Linked DNA regions of Sus scrofa: region 1 is linked to region 2. Evidence: chromatin contacts called from public Hi-C data. All regions are on one chromosome and are shown on one strand. The core of a region is the stretch at or near the end of the contact, and the rest is flanking DNA. Distances in the headings are between cores, read along the strand shown. Region 1 holds the start of AMBP (alpha-1-microglobulin/bikunin precursor). Region 2 holds the start of ALAD (delta-aminolevulinic acid dehydratase).

Region 1 (4,101 bases), core at 1,056-3,555, 670 kb before region 2:
GTACACTGGCTTTGAGCTTCCTGGCAGTCAAAGCAAAAATGGCCAAGCTGTCAGTGATGGAGCAAAGGAAATGCATTCACTTATAACGAGCAGAGACACACTTGTTCCTGATACTGGTGGAGGAGGAATGCGTTGTGTGGCTCTTGCAGAGGGACATGACACACCAGTTGCTGGTGCCACTGACTGTGTATATGGGAACTCCCGGATTGGATCCTCATGTGAGCAGGGGTCTTGCTTTTGGAACCGCCCGTCTGAAGGGGTTCTTCCCCGCTGCAGCGGGGAGCTCCCATGTGTATGGAGAGTTCTGTGCCCAGGGCAGAGAGGAGGAGGGACGGCCGCTCTGACCACTGGAGAAGAGCTCTTTCTAGAGAGGGCCTGCGGGATTCCTGCTAAGTGTTTATCCAGGAGACAAATAGACCTGGATTTTTAAAAATTCCCATTTAAATATTCTAAGGTAAGGAAGCTATCTCATTTCCTAAGACTGCCATTAGTAAAGCCTGACCCACTGGGTGGCATGAAACAACAGAAATGTATCAGCTCACAGTTCTGGAGGTTACAAGTTCAACACCAAGTTATTAGGAGGGGCACGTTCTTCCTGAAGGTTCTAGGGAACACCCCTTCCCTGCTGTGCCTGGTTTCTCCTGGCAGCCCTTGGCATTCCCTGCCATGCACCTGCTTCATTCCAACCTCTGCCTCCGCCTTCATGTAGCCGTCTTCCTGTGGGTCTCTGTGTGTCTGTGTCTAAATCTCCCATCCCCTTCTCTTATGAGAACATCTGTCCTTGGATTTAGGGCCCACCCTAAGTATGATCTCACCTGGACTAATTACATATGCAAATAAAGTCCTATCTGAGGTCCTGGGTGCACCTGAATTTGGGGGAGATGCTATCCCACCTGCTATGAACACGTTCAGTTCTTTTTTTTTTTCTTTTTTCTTTTTCTTTTCTAGGGCTGCACCCACGGCATATGGAGGTTCCCAGGCTAGGGGTCTAATTGGAGCTTCAGCTGCTGGCCTATGCCACCACCACAGCAATGCAGGATCCAAGCCGCGTCTGCAACCTACACCACGGTTCATGGCAATGCCGGATCCTTAACCCACTGAGTGAGGCCAGGGATTGAACCCACAACCTCATGGTTCCTAGTCTGGTTCACTAACTGCTGAGCCAGGACGGGAACTCCTTTTTTTTTTTTTTTTTTTTTTTTAGCGTTCAGTTCTTACCGTGGCCAGCTACCATCTGGGCACTTTACAACATTAACTCCTTCCAGCCTCGAGACAAGGCTCTGAACCAGGAGTTACTGTTATCCCCATTGACAGATGAGGACACAGAAGCACTGAGGGGTAAAGTCACTCACCCAAGGCCACACAGTCAGTAAGCGGCACAGAAAGCAGTCTGCCTCCTCAGTCCATGCTGCTTCCTAGCTGGGAGACCCTGGGCAAGTCACTTCACCTTTTGGAGATTCAAACGCCCTGTCTTATAAAGGGGAAAAATAGCACCCACTTGATGGGGTTGTTGTGGGGATGAATTCAGTTCCATGACTGGTGTAAGGAGCTGGTACCTGGCTGGTACACAGCAGGTGCTCAGTGAACAGAGGTTGTTAATGTCTTCTTCATTATTTCTACTTTTTTTTTTTTAGGGCCACACCTGCTGCATATGGAATTTCCTAGGCTAAAGGTAGAATCAGATGTGCAGCTGCCAGCCTACACCACCACCATAGCAACACGGCATCCAAGCCGCATCTGTGACCTACACTGAGGCTCACGACAATGCCAGATCCTTAACCCATTGAGTGAGGACAGGGATCGAACCCACATCCTCGTGGATACTAGTCAGGTTCTTAACCTGCTGAACTATAATGGGAACTCCTATTTCTACTACTATTTGCTAGGGCTGTGGGAAGCCAGGGGTCAGAGAAGGAACTCTGGGGATAGGATGCCTGAGTTCTAGTCTTGGCTCTGCCATAGACCACCCTATAGTCTCTGGTAAGTCACTTCCTCTCCCCGGACCCCAGTTTTCTCATGTGAGAAATGGGCCAATCAGGCTTGTCCTCCTGACTCACAGGTGGAATCACCCAAGCAGGGAGGGCCAGGGGCTGCCTGTCTCTCCCATCCCTCCTGGGGCAGGTGAGGAGTTTCTGGAGAAGCTTTTGCAGAGGCTGAATCCAGCCTGGGACTGCCCCTGGACCCGGTTGCCCTTGGCCAGTGGCTCCGCTGGAACAGCCACCCTGGCCCCTCGAGACCGCTGACCCGGCCAGGGCACCACAAGGGATCGATCAGCTCTGGCCTTTGGGCCCTGATTGGTCCCTACTGAGCAGGGCAAACAGCAGAGTCATCTACAGCCACAGGCCCCTTCCCCAGCTCCAGTTCACAGCTACCTCAGGCAGGGAGGTGGTGGCTGTCCTGTCCCCGACTGAGCCCGTGAGTGACACTCGAAGCAGAGGAGCCTGGAGCCATGCGGAGTCTCGGGACCCTGCTCCTGCTGCTGACCGCCTGCCTGGCCGTGAGCGCCAGCCCTGTGCTGACATTGCCCAATGACATCCAGGTGCAGGAGAACTTCGACCTGTCTAGGGTAAGACTGGCTTCTCTGGCGGCCATGGCAGGGTGTCCGAGCAGCGGGGCCTTGCTGGGGGGAGAAGGACGGGTCCTACCTGCCCTGGGGTCTCAGGCTCACCATCCGGAGCCGGGGAGTGGGTCTGGAAGGGCCCTTCCTGCTGTTGAGAGATCAGGGATTCTTTGAAGCTACAGCTCTGCATCCATGGTTCCGTGGGTCTTTAGGCTGACATTCTGAGTCCAAGGGCCCCATGGGTGAACCTATCCTCTTGGGCTCCAAGGGGAATCTGTGCTTGGATTCGAACCCACCCCGGGCCGAGAAGGCTTGGTGCTGACTGCGCCCCTACAGCCCATGCAGAGCGCCTAGCTTTTTGTGACTCTTCCCCATTCCCACCCCCACCCCCCTGCACCCACCCTGCAGCCCTTCATCCTTTAACTGCTCACTCTGTTACTCCCTCCTGGGTCCCCTGCCCTCCCAGGCCTGGGGTGGCACAGGGCGGCATGTGGGGTCATGGGGAGAAGAGAAGCAGGACAGAGGTCAGGCTGGTGAGATCAAGAGGCTGCTGGGGGTTGGGGGTCCTAGGACTGTCCTCCAGCCTCAGCTTGGCCCAAATCACTGAGTGACCTTGAACAGGGCCTGGCCCTGCCCCTGCCACCACCTGTGTTCAGTCAGATCCTTGTAGCTGTGGCTCCTGTGGGAAGAGGAAGGGTGGGGTGGGGAGGAGCTTGAGGAGCAGGCCTGTGGTGGTCTGGGATGGCGAAGGGTCTGCAGGGACCTGAGGGCCCTGTCAGGAGAAAGAGGGGGCAGGCTTGCCCTGGGTCACACTCCGCCTAAGGAAAGGAGATACTTTCTAACACGAGGTATAGGCTGCTTGCAAGGTGGTGAGCACCCTGTCCCAGGAGGGGTACAAGACAGGATGCCCGCTCTTGGGGAGCAGGGGTTGATGATGACCTTAGGACGTGGGGATTTGGACCCAGATCCAGATGCAGTGACTCAGGGAATCCGGCCCTCTGGCAGCGGGCAGGGCGCACCCACATCTTCCCGTGCAGGCTGCCAATGCCTAGCGTTCCACCAGGAGGGCTCCGTGGCCTTCAATTAGCTATAAGACATGATCGCTTAGGAGGATGGGTCACTGAGGGAAGGGAAAGGGACAGACGTCTCCAGGTCTTCGCCAAGGTCCAGATGCTCAGAGCCTGTGGCTGCCTCTTAGATCTACGGGAAATGGTTCCACGTGGCCGTGGGCTCCACCTGCCCCTGGCTGAAGAGGTTCAAGGACAAGATGACGATGGGCACGCTGATGCTGGGAGAGGGGGCGACGGAGAGGGAGATCAGCGTGACCAAGACTCACCGGAGGTGAGCGGGGGGGGGGGGTGCAGTGGGAGGGGCGAGAGGGACCGGGGCCCCCCCCCAGCCCCACCCCCACCCTGTCCAGGAAGGTTTCAGATCCCTACTTCCGGCCAGGACCGGCCTCTGAGCTCCAGACCTCTCTGCTGCCCCCACCCGGGCGTCCCTTGTAACTGTCCCGCCTGCACCTCAAGGACAACGCCCCCAGC
Region 2 (4,139 bases), core at 1,443-3,942:
AGTTCCCGTTGTGGATCAGAAGTAACAAACCCAACTAGTAACCATGAGGACTCAGGTTTGATTCCCTGGTCTCACTCCAGGGGTTAAAGACCTGGCATTGCTATCAGCTGTGGTGTAGGTCTCAGACACAGCTAGGATCCCATATTGCCGCTGATGTGGCTGTGGCATAGGGCGGCTGCTACGGCTCTGATGCCCCCCCTAGCCTGGGAACTTTTTAGGTGTGGCCCTAAAAAGCAAAAATAAATTAATCAATTAATTTAATTAAATAAGCAACTTAGTGGCACTTAACACATTCCTAGCCACCACTTCTATCTAGTTCCAAAACATTTTCATCACCCTGAAATAAAACCCCATACCAGTCAAGCAGTTACTCCGCCTGCTTCCCTCCCTCCTTTCTCTGGCAACCACTAATCTTTAGTTCTTTTTATGCTCTTGCAAGCATTTAGCATAATGTCATGTACCTACATGGGAGGCACTCACAATAGTTTAGTGGGGGCTTCGGGTGGGTTTTTTTGTTTGTTTTTTGTTTCAGTAAGTATAATACACATATAAAGAGGCGCAAATAAGAGTAGAGCTTGATAAATTTTCGCAAACTAAACACATCCATGAAAGTTACACTGGGATCAATAAACAACATGACCAGCACTATAAAAAAGACCCTTTGGTCTCCCTTCTGGTCACTTCCTATCTCCCCAGTAGAAGTCACTATCCTGATTAATTTTGCTAGCACAGATTAATTTTTCCTGGGCTTGTACGTTATCATAAATGAAATCATACAGTCGTACAGTGTCTGACTCCTTCTGTTCAATGCTATATTTAAGATTTATTCATAGTGTTGCATTCACAATACTTTTTATGGATAAGAGTGACAGATTAAGGAAAAATATTTTATTATTATTATTATTATTGTTATTATTATATTGCCTTTTAGAGCTGCACTCACTGCATATGGAGGTTCCCAGGCTAGGGGTCTAATTGGAGCTACAGCTGCCAGCCTACACCACAGCTCATGGCATCACCAGATCCTTAACCCACTGAGTGAGGCCACAGATCAAACCCACAACCTCATGGATCCTAGTCAGATTCGTTTCCGCTGTGCCATGATGATGTCCTGAAGTAAAATATTTTAAAAGGTGATTCCTGAAGTAAAATATTTTAAAAGATGATGTCCTGAAGTAAAATATTTTAAAAGATCGGGAAGTGGGAACCGATCTTTCAGTCAAAAACAAGAGCGAGACATGGGAAAAATAGATTACACCAAAAAAAATTTTTTAATTTTCCACCCTGTTTGAGATCTTAGAGGTAATAGATGGTCCTAATTTTTTTTTTTCCACCGTGATCGTGGCATGCTTAAGTTCCCTGGCTAGGGATCGAACCCCTGAAGCACAGCAGTGGTAGTGTCAAATCCTTAACTGTTAGGCCACCAGGGAACTCTGGTCCTAATTATTTCTAGTTATCAATAAAGTCAGAGATGGAACAGGTGTCATGAAAGAAACAGGCAGCGGATCTAAACTTGAGGTGGGGGGGTAATAAATAGTAATTACCTCTATGAGTTGAAGGAGTATGGATAGCAGGAGTTGAAGAGAAAGCCCAGTGTGACATGGGGCAAATTAATCTCCTGGCAATTGTTTTCCCAGTCTATAAAATGAGGATTGTAACAGAATTATCAAATTAGGTAAGTGAATGTAAAATGTATGGGACTGTCCCTGACTCTTTAATGCACAGCCTTCTTTCCACCACCTTCCTTATTTGAACGCAGATCAGAACTTGTAGCAAGGAACTAAGCAGTGTCGTATTTCCCCAGCATTAAGCCTCTTGGACTTGTAATAGAAAGATGCATAAAACAGGTTTGGGATACAGATTTTGAGAAATAAGATCTGAGAATAAATATAGTACAACCCACTGGCATCCTTCACAGTTCAAAGTCAACTTTTCAATAATCCCTGTCTCACCTTTATAAAGGAATTCCTTTGCTAGGGTATATTGACCCCGACCCCTATTTCACTCATCTGATCCCACCAGTTCACCTAAGCCCCATAAGCGTCACCAGATCCTTCCCACCCTTGCACATACCCTGCAGCATTTTACCTCCACCCCCGCCCCGCCCCCGGACTTGCGGGCAAATCTTTCTTTGTACCCGTCACGGACAGACAGGTCTGATGCTCCTATCAGACTTGGAGCCTTTCCAAAGTACCCATGTCTTTCACATCACAGCTCTGAAACTATGGCACAAGAGTAGGTCCTGAGAAATTACGCTGGAATAAATTTTGTCTGAAAACTTGGAAGCCAGCCTGGTGCTTAACTAATTTAAAATGCTCAGTCCGCAAAAAAGGACTTAGCTATTGTGTTAGGTATTACGGTGTTGTTTAAAATCCTTGAGATCTAATTATTCTTTCAACAATCAGCGCCAAACGTGCTGGGCTGGGAAGAGAAAAGCTGTAAAGAGAACCGCAAAGCTGTAGCTGCCTCCCACGCCTGCTCACACGCAACGCCCCTCTCGCAGTGCTGCAGCACTGTCCAAGTGGGCGCCCTGGCGGTCTTCCCTGCACAGGCGCGGACCTCGCTGAGGGGAGGGGCGGGCCCTCCAGCCCTTCAGCGCACCCGATTGGCCAGGTCTGCCGCCGTGCGTGGGCGGGGCTGTAGCTGGAGCTGACCAGCCCTCAGGCAAAGCACCCGCAGGGGGCGTGGCCTGCAACCTGTCGGGGGCGGGCTGTGAGAGGGGGGCGCTGCTTCCGGGTGAGCTGCCCCGCCCCCGCGTGGGCCCAAGAGACCAGAGCTCGCGACTGTGGTGGCGGGAGTAGCGGCGTGGATTCCTTACGAAAGCCGGTGAGTGGGGGCCAGACTCCGGGAGTTGGCAGACTTGGACGCGGGGGCTCTGGCACCAAGAGTCTTGTATCCCCAGACCCAGATCGTGCTGTACTCCAAGGAGCGCCGGCGATGTCGCTGGAGACGGAGTCATTGTGGGACCCCTGTTTGGGTTCTTAGAGTTAGATGTCCCGCTGCAGCGGGGTTGGGGTCTCCGCGTGGCTGTAGTCCTTGGAGACTCGGGGCTGTAGTTCTTGGAGACTCCGAGTCTCCTCTCTGGGCTCCATTCCCTCGGAGATCGCTGGGGTAGTCTCCATCAGTGCAGAGCCCGCGGTGCCTAGCAGTATGGGGGAGGGAGGTGCAAGCAATAACAGCCACTCTGTGCTAGCCTTGTATGTACGGTGCATGCATTGGCCCATTCAGTCTTACAACAGCCCATCAAGCTCAGTTCAAGCCCTTATTGGCCAGATGAGGGGACTGAAGTCACACAGCTGAAAAGTGACAGAACCAGGATTTGAACCCACGTGTAGAGACTCCAAAATCCACAAGCCTAACCATCTTGCTGCTAGCTGCAACCAGGTCCAGAGTTGCCTTTCTACCTCTTCCCTCCCAACCTCTTTCACCAAGAGCTCTCCAGGAGTCCACCTCTGCTGATGAGCAGCTTTGAAATCTATACTTAGGAGTTCCTTTTGATTCCGTGTTTTAAGAATCCAGCTGGTATCCCTGAGGATGTGGGTTTGATCCCTGCCTTTGCCCAGTGAGTTAAGGATCCAGCCTTCCTGCAAGCTGCGATATAGGTCACAGATTCCCCTTGGATCTGGCTTGGATCTAGCATTGTTGTGGCTGTGGCATAGGCTGGCAGCTGCAACTCTGATTCCACCCCTAGCCTGGGAACTTCCATACGCTTCAGCTGCAGCCCTAAAAAGAAAGAAAGAAATCTATACTTAAAATATCAAAGGGGAGTTCCCGTCGTGGCGCAGTGGTTAACGAATCCGACTAGGAACCATGAGGTTGTGGGTTCGGTCCCTGCCCTTGCTTAGTGGGTTAACGATCCGGCGTTGCCATGAGCTGGGGTGTAGGTTGCAGACGCGGCTCGGCTCCCCCGTTGATGTGACTCTGGCGTAGGCCGGAGACTACAGCTCCGATTAGACCCCTAACCTGGGAACCTCCATATGCCACGGGAGCGGCCCAAGAAATGGCAAAAAGACCAAAAAAAAAAAAAAAATCAAGGGGTAATGGTGGACACTGATGACCTCACTGCCAGAGACCTGGATTCTAGCCCCAGATCTGCCATTGGCCCCTGCACAATCTTGGCCCAAATGCCTGCCCCTCTC

What was found. A called contact is a pair of places that touch in the nucleus more often than the background predicts.
Region 1: a Hi-C map of liver shows a contact between it and region 2, with 5 times the contacts expected there. The contact joins the promoter of AMBP here to the promoter of ALAD in region 2. A contact is called at or near these places in 1 of 5 promoter capture datasets (liver) and 3 of 47 Hi-C or Micro-C datasets (all in liver).

What each region holds. Positions count from the first base shown.
Region 1 is chr1:254,696,610-254,700,710 of Sscrofa11.1, reverse strand. AMBP (alpha-1-microglobulin/bikunin precursor) reads left to right here and starts at 2,305. Exons shown (of 13, transcript NM_001164006.1): 1 at 2,305-2,566; 2 at 3,759-3,901. The coding sequence starts at 2,450.
Region 2 is chr1:254,026,137-254,030,275 of Sscrofa11.1, reverse strand. ALAD (delta-aminolevulinic acid dehydratase) reads left to right here and starts at 2,692. Exons shown (of 13, transcript XM_021067765.1): 1 at 2,692-2,826.